2 separate regions of the Urocitellus parryii genome follow, and region 2 is linked to region 1. Evidence: chromatin contacts called from public Hi-C data. All regions are on one chromosome and are shown on one strand. Each heading gives the region's core, a stretch centred on a gene start, on an enhancer-like site or on the middle of the called end of the contact. The rest is flanking DNA. Distances are from core to core; before and after follow the strand shown. Region 1 holds the start of Tet2 (tet methylcytosine dioxygenase 2). Region 2 holds the start of Ppa2 (inorganic pyrophosphatase 2).

The links. A called contact is a pair of places that touch in the nucleus more often than the background predicts.
Region 2: a contact with region 1 is called in a Hi-C map of muscle, with 4 times the contacts expected there. The contact joins the promoter of Ppa2 here to the promoter of Tet2 in region 1. A contact is called at or near these places in 2 of 2 Hi-C or Micro-C datasets (liver and muscle).

Annotation. Positions count from the first base shown.
Region 1 is chr10:52,215,315-52,219,565 of mUroPar1.hap1, forward strand. Tet2 (tet methylcytosine dioxygenase 2) reads left to right here and starts at 1,308. Exons shown (of 11, transcript XM_026404656.2): 1 at 1,308-1,528.
Region 2 is chr10:52,522,290-52,526,353 of mUroPar1.hap1, forward strand. Ppa2 (inorganic pyrophosphatase 2) reads right to left here and starts at 1,780. Exons shown (of 11, transcript XM_026404662.2): 1 at 1,573-1,780. The coding sequence starts at 1,747.

The sequences.
Region 1 (4,251 bases), core at 58-2,557:
GAGAAGTAAAACTACTCAGCAATAGAAAAGAAAAACTGTCAGTGGAAGGGCGTTCTTACAGAGTACCAAATGTCAGGGGAAATCGAACGTTGGTCATTCGGAATTTAAGTGTTTATGGAACAGTTTCTTCATTAATTGTACAAGTGGAAATTTCCTCAAAATAGAGGAACTTAACGGAGGCAACTGTAGCATCTGAAAGTGCACGGGTATTTCTTACTAGCGAGAAGTAGAGGGTTACTGGTGAGAAACTCAGCTTGGATCCCTGAGAGAGACTCCCTCCCCTTCGTAGCCCACGTGGCGAAAGTAAACAGAAGGTGGGCCGGGGCGGGGAGGAACAGGACTCGGCCAATTTCCTAATTTGTCAAGTCTTTAAAAATACAGGCCCCTAAAGCACTAAGGGCATGCCCTTGGTGAAAATGAGGAGTGCTTCTGCTGAGCAAGATTAAGGCGACAAGGAAGGGAGGATGTCACCGTGAACCTAAAAGGCGATGGAGTGCGGGCTTGGGAGGAGAAGGTAGATGGCACCAGGGTGAGTGTGAGAAAGGTGCCAGTGGGTGTGGTGGAGGAAGGGGTCGGTAAGGGATGTGCACTGGGATACCTGCCAGGAGGTGAGGAGCGGGACCTAAGGGGTGCGTGTGGGGGCGTGGGCGCGGATACTTCTAATGGGGTGGTGGAGCGCAGGACCAACAAAGTTTCAGGAAATTTGCGATCTTACATGCACGTCCCTGCGCTGTGGCCACCTCTCCCTTGAGTCCTCCCTGAGCCTTCTCCTGGGAGTAGACAACTGTGCCAAGAGTGGAGAGCAGGGTAGGGAGTCTACTAGGGCAGAAGACCCAGGTGGAGGCCTAGCCTAGGGTTCTGGGTCCCCGGGGGCTGGACCCTCCCCTGCACTCTGCCCTGGTCCCCTCCTCCCCGCCCCCACCCCTCGCTCATCCAGGCGCAGGGCTCCCCCCTTCTTCCAGCACCGAGTGAAGGCAGCTCTGGCCTGGGCTGCGCACCCCCATTGTATAGCTCCCGAGCTTTTCTGCGGGACGCCTTGGGCGGGGGACTGACTCCCTGGGAGCTGGAGCTGAGGGCTCCAGGGCGGCGGCAGAGGCCGGGGCGGAGCTGGTGGAGATCCGGGCGGAGGAGGAGAGCGGGGCACCGGAGGAGGAGGAGGAGGAGGAGGAGGAGGAGGAGGAGGAGGAGAGGAGGAGGAGGAGGCGGCGGCCCGTGCGGAGGAGAGCCGGAGGCAGCGGCTGCAGCGGCGAGAGCTCTGGCGGCCACCGCCGCCTCCTCGCCAGCGCCGCGCGCCCAGGCCCGGCTCGCATGCGAGTCACGTCCGCCCCCTCGGCGCGGCCGCCCCGAGACGCCGGCCCCGCCGAGTGATGAGAACAGACGTCAAACTGCCTTATGAATATTGATGCGGAGGCTAGGCTGCTTTCGTAGAGAAGCAGAAGGAAGCAAGATGGCTGCCCTTTAGGATTTGTTAGAAAGGAGACCTGACTGCAACTGCTGGATTGCTGCAAGGCTGAGGGACGAGAACGAGGTCAGAGCGCTTCTCTTTTGCCGCGAAACTCTCCCTTTCCTCTCTCCCTCGCTTTCTCTTGGGCTTCCAGGGACTGGGGAGCAAACCTGGTAGTGTCACCCACAAATACCAAGAGGGAAGAGGGAAGCTTCACAAATTACTGGAGCTTCTTCAACATGGCTGACAAATATAGTTTTAATTCCCCCCACCCCCCCACCCCTTTAAACCTGTAGTCCTGTGTCTCTTCTCTGTCCTACTCATGCTCGATCCCTCCTTCTCCAGAAAACTTACCTTGGTACACCGACCAGCCGGTGGTTTCCCGGCCTTTTATCCTCAGGAAAGTGATTTTGCTTTCTTTGCTTTCCTTTTTCAAATAGTTCAGCTTTGGGGGGGCACTACTTTTCCCTTGAATCCTCTTCCCCGATTTCTTTCGGGGAAGTCAAAGGAGTCTCTGGTTTATCCTAAACCACCCTGGGGAGAAACACGGACGGGGTGTTTTGGGACCCTTTTATCTGCTCTAGGGTTTGGGTCTGGGTCTTTGGTTTGTGTCTGCTGCTTCCTACCCCCTTGTCCCTCTCCTGGGAAGTGCACTAAGCGAATGTCACCGGGAGTGGAATTGGAATACACTGAGTGGAGTTTTTTTTTTTTTTTTTTTTCTTAAGTCCGCGCGTTTTGTTAGTGGCGCTGAGTCAAAGAGGAAAGAATAGTTTCTCTGGTTCCCCAAACCAGACCAGAACCCACTTTTCTCAAGGTCCAGAACCTCTGCGTGGGCAGCGCCTTCCAGTCTGGGAAATGTGTGTGTGAGAGAATTTGTGGACAAATCTGTGTCCTGGCTTTGTGCTTCTCCCGAATCAGCTTCGTTGGGTTCCCTGGTAAGTGACAGGCAGACACAAAGGCAGGCGCAGGCCCGGGGAGGGGGGCGGGTGGGGGGCGAAGCGTTGAGAGTTGGTAGACTGCAAGGTCAGGGGCGCCTAAAGAAATGAAACCCAATCCCAGCAGAGGAGTGGAGAGCAGATTTGTAACAGTCCCATCCAATTTTTCTCTCCTGGCTTCTCTCTTTTCTTTGGTCTTTATCTTTCTGCCTTTCTCTATGTGGTCTGGATGTCCCTCTCTCTCCTCTTCCCTCTCCCCTCTCTCCTCTTCCCTCTCTTCTCTCTCCTCTCTCCACACACACTCCTCACTCACATCTTGCTGAGTCTTTTCTCTGGGACTGCTTGCCCAATGTTATGAAGCTAACGGGGTTTCTAAGGAGAGAGTTTTCTACCTATGACAAAGTGTGGCCTGAATAGACTCCTGGGAAGGTCGAATAAGAAATACGTGTTATTTGCTGGTTATTGACATGATGATATACTTTTAGTGCATTAGGTGATTTCCCTCCCTTATCTAATGTTTAGAATTTGAAGCAAGGGTTATATTCAAACTGATTGTTTAAATTTTAGTGAGATGTTTCTGTGTTTGCCTGTCTAGGGAATAGAATACATACATGAATTTAAATCTCAAATCATACATTGTACTTTTCCCTCTCCAGTTAGGGATTATACTGGCAAAGTCCAAATCCAAAAATAGTCATTAACAAATGATCCAATGTAGGAATAATGTTGTATGTTAGGAGAAAAAGATATTGATGTGGTTTGGTTTTGTTTAAGACTGTGGGTATTGTTGCCTGGCTAATGAAATCATTACATTTGCATTTTAATGGAAAGTTGAAATACTAAAGGGGAGTTATATTCTTTTACATGTTTGCATGTGTGTTTCACAATAGATTTGGAATAGAATATAAATTTCAACAAAATATTGATTTTTTTTAAAAAATGTTATTAAGCAGAGAAGCATTAATGAAGCATTGCAGAGCTAAACTTAAGTTCAGGAGGCATTTATTAAATTGACATTTGGTGGATAGAAGGAAAAGCATAATAATGGACATTGCTGTGTAGATCAGATTTCCAAAACTACTTATCCTTAGTAGTTCAGTTTGTAACTGTTTCTATTCAGATCTTTAAAAAGTGGCTAAGTTTGCTTTAATCATTCATACTAGAGGTTGTTTCATATGATTACAAGGGAGAAGCATTACTCATCTCTGTGGCGTAGAAGCGGTTCATTGGTTAGTTCTTATTTGCCCTAAGTCAGTAAAGAAAACACTGAGGAATTTTAGCTTAAATGTTTACTGTTTGTTGAGAAAACTATGGTTAATTATTTCAGCAATTCAGAATTAAAAAGAAACAATTTGTTTTGCTAACAGACTAGTATCTAACTACTTTTTGTGGACAACTTTTTAAATATTTTGATATTTACAGTTTTCAAGCTTTTTAACACATAATAGATAGAGTATTTCCCACTCAAATCAATAAATTAGAATACTCTAATTGATTAATAATTTTGAATGTGACAATTGCAGTTCTTTACTATTATTAAACTTAGTCTCTTGTTACTTTATACATCCTACTTTTATACTGAAAATAGTTGCTGGTAATACTGAAAGGCTTTCAATGAGTATGAGGAGGAGCTATGTATATTATTTCCCAATCTGAATAAAAGTAACAATTTCAAATAATTTACAATAAAAGACATAACCTCAGTTCTTCATTTATCATACGTGATACCACTTGGGTGCTTAAAAAATTCCATAGATCATTCTTGGTTAGTTAAATTTAGGAGAGATAATGACAATAACAAGATAAAATTACAGTACTGTTTTACTTATTTTCTTATTGAACTAATCATTAATTCGAAATTAATTAGGAATG
Region 2 (4,064 bases), core at 530-3,029, 310 kb after region 1:
TGCAGTAGGGGACAAGCTTTTATCTGCTTAAAAAGCTAAATGCCATTTATAGCATTGTTTCTATAGAAAACTTGTTCCAGTAAAAATTACATTGTAAATTTTTTTTAGGGTGGAGGAGTACCAGGTATTGAACCCAGGGGTATTTAACCACTGAGCCACATCCCTAGCCCATTTTACTTTTTGAGAGAGGGATTCCTAAATTGTTGAGGGCCTTGCTAATTTGCTGCAGCTGGCTTTGAACTTTGAATGCTCCTGCCTCGGTCTCTCAAATCGCTGGGATTACAGGTGCGCACAACATTGGTTCAGCATTTTTTTAACACGACCTGATCAATGTTGACCAAAGGAGGATGGAGAAAAAAGCTTGTAGCATAAAGGAAAAGAACCAATGTTGAAGAAAACAAATTTTAGTACCAGCTGCCTCACAAGAGTTTAGGCAAGCTCTGTTATCTCTTCCATAAAATAACCCTAGACGGTAATCTCAGGCAGGAAAACTATAAACCTTTTAAAAATAGAGGATATCAAAAATGCTTACAGATATTATTATTGTTAAATAATTCACATTAGGCCCTGCAACTAATCACTTTACATACACAATATGTCATATGATGTTTGGAGCCCTGTTTTCCAGAAGAGGAGGCGGGGGAAAAATATCATGGTTTGGCAAAGTAAGAAATTCGCCCGGAATCAGGGTTATAGAGCTAAACAGTGAAGAAGCCCTTCACGGTTTACTCCAGGACCTCGATTACTAATATGTGAGTGACGGTACCAGGTGGACTTTACAGCTCCCCTCGGGGCTCTGAAGTCAATGGAGTGTGAAAACCAATCAATCGACGTTGCTACTTTCCGGGTGCTGCTAACGTACAAAGGGGAGCCTGGGGTGCATAGAAAAATAAATGATAGTCCCGGAGACCTGGGTCCTTTTCCGAAAGTCTTAGTTGGCCAGCTCAGTGCCCGACATGTCGCTTGACCTTCTAGCTAGTGCAATTTGCAGAGGAAGTAGGGCCATCTCCCTACCAGAAGGCCCGGGCGGCTCTTGCTTGTGGATAGCACTCAGGGTGCAAACTTGTGAGCACAAACGTGTGTTTTTGAGAGAAGATCCCTGTATCTCCAGAGTTCAGCCTGCCTCTCCACTGCGCGAAAGGAGGGGCTTTCTTACGCCATCGGAAGGGAGGGCGCTGGCGGACTCGGCCTCCTTCCTCAACTAAGCGGTGTGAACCCAGACTGCCGCCCGGGTTCCGGGAAAGGCTGCGGGCCGCAGGGGTGGCCGCGCGCTCGGACGCGCTCCGAGAGGGCGGTTGGCTGGGCCGAGGGCGACTCGGCGCCGGGGATGCCTGTCGTCCTAAATCTCCACAATCCGCGTTGGAGGTCTTGGTCAGAGGCCCTCGCTGGAAGCTCCCATGGCTCAGCGCGGGCTCCCGCGTGCAAGAAGATGGCCTGGACTGCGCGGCGACCGCGGAAGGCCTGAAAGAGAGAGGCAGGCCGCGCGGGCAGCGCAGGTCCCCCTGGTTCCACTACTCAGCCACATTCCTCCGCTCCGGCGCGCCCCGCCGCGGACCTCTTCGAGCTACTTACTGAAGAAGATGCGGTAATCCTGCGAGTGGAGCTGGCCGCGTTCCTCCGTGCGGTACAGGGCCATGGCGCGGCGCGGCCCGCTCCCCGCGCTCGCTGCTTGAGGCAGGCGGGCGGCGGCAGGGGCCCCCACGCGCCACCCGCTACCGGTGCGCAGCAGCGGCAGCAGCGCGCGCATGGCGTAGACGACTGTGCGGTTCTGTGCAGGGCTGTGGTAGCCACCCGGCCCGACCCGGCCGCACGACGGCGCCCCCTACCGCTCGGGAGTCGTCACTCCCACCCTGGGCCTTGGACCAGGATTCCCACCCTTACTAGTGGAATACCAGCGCCCCGCCAGCGGTGCACAGGGTATATATAGCCAAGCCAAGACTGAAAGAGGAACCAGACAAGGTCCACCACCCCAGAGGAGCGCTCATTCGTCCACTCAATCCTTCACTTACCCCCATTAACCTTTACTATCATATTGTATTTTTGCTGCGGTAATGCACTACTGTATGATTACTCTGTGCCAAAGGCTGCTCTGGACCCTGTCCAACATAGGAGACGAGTGTACTTACACAAAGACGTCCCAGTAAGACATAATGATCATGCCTCCATATGAAAATTTGGCCTTGACGCTGACTTACATAAAAGTCATAAGTAATTTCCTTACCTCCTCCATGAAGCCTTTTGCTGTTTAGTCCAAGTAGAGGCAACTTTCCAGAATTAGCCTGCACTACCTGTAGCTACTTATACCCCACAGGACAGCACTTAATATAGTGGCCACAAATAACTATAACCCAGTAGATTTTACTCTGAGTGGTCACGGGCTCAGGTAAAAAAAAAAAAAAAAAAAAAAAAACGAGAGCCATACCACTGCAGAAGAATGGAAGAACAGATGTTGCAAGCAAGCAGAAGTCTGCCACAAATATCAGTTTTCCCTCCTTTAGACCACCTATTTAGGGAACCATTAGGCCACTAGGAAGACCTCTGAAACTCCACAAGTTTCTACCCTAGATGACAACAGGATTCACATTAGGCATTCAGGTTCTGCCACTTATCTCCAGTTATATTGTGACAGTTAAAATTAGAAACCTGCTCTACCAAGTTTCCAGAAAGGATATCTAGGTGAAGTTCACTGACCACTTAGACTAAACTGCAGATTCTAAAATATTTTTGTCAGCACTGGTGGCTTTCTTATGTGTCAACTTGACTAGACTGAACTATGAGGTAGACTCTTCCATAAAAAGGAGAGAACATTTCTTTTGTGCATATATCATGGTGGTTGTATAATTTTATGGTTTCTTTATATGAAAAAAGTTAATTGTTCAATTAACCTTGACGATCAGATGTTTCAGTAAGACAAATTCCTGCTGAAACAAGGTAGCTAAAAATCTAGGTTGTTTTAAAAATCTACAGAGTTTTAAACTTTGAAAAATGTCTGATTTTTAGTCATATTGTTTTGTGACATTACAAACAATGACTTCCTATAGGAAACAGTGAAGAGAAAAATTTTCTCAGAATTATTTCTCAAATTAACACCATTCTCTGTATCCTAATGCTTGTAGTTATCCTTTGGGAGAATCTAGAATGTAGTTCTGAGGCCTCTCTTGTCAATAGCTTTCCTTAATTCTGGGAGCATTTTTTAGTAACCCTCAAGTTATGTGCATCCTGATTTGTAAAAACTAATGAAGAAAATATTAAGCATTTCAAAATGTAATATTTACTTAAAATGAAATCTTGACACTAACTTGTTATTTTGTAAATTACATTTTAAATGTTGCAGAGTTGTACATCCAAAAAGGAAACTTTTATTAAATAAGTTTATAATTACTTAGAATCCCATTTTCCATTCTCTACAATTTACTAAAATATTTGAATATCAAATGTCAGAGTATGTAATATGATTGATATAAAATAGTAATAGATGAATCAGATTAACTTCTTTAATAATTTTAAAATATGAGTTTGAGGATCAATTCTAGGAATTTATAAGGTAGAGCATAAAGACAATGACACATAAAACTGTTAAATAATGTGTCCAGGGTTTACAAAATACAAAACCACTAGAGATTCTTGAAAAGAATTGAGTTTATAAATTTTATGATTTGGAGAAACTGACTTATAATTTATATGTAGAAAGGGCCAGAATAGGAAATAGGAGATACGCTGTCTACGTACTGACAGTATCTCAAATATCAAGTGACGAGGACATAGTAGTTCTAGGAGTAGAAACAGAAAGGAACACTGCATTTGAAAAAGGAACCAATTTTTGATGCCTATTGAAAGCGGTGAAACGGTGATGGAAGAGTTAAAAAAATACACAGTTTTTTATACAGACCAACCAAAATAGATGTTGTGTTGTTCCCAGATATAAAGAAATAAAAATGGATTAAAACCTTTGGAGATTAGATGATAAACTTGGCTTGGAATATGTTGAGTTTAACACAATGCCGTTTTCATTAAAGATAAAACTACTTTCACCAGTAGGGGTCTCTGAGTAGCAGAATGTGAGA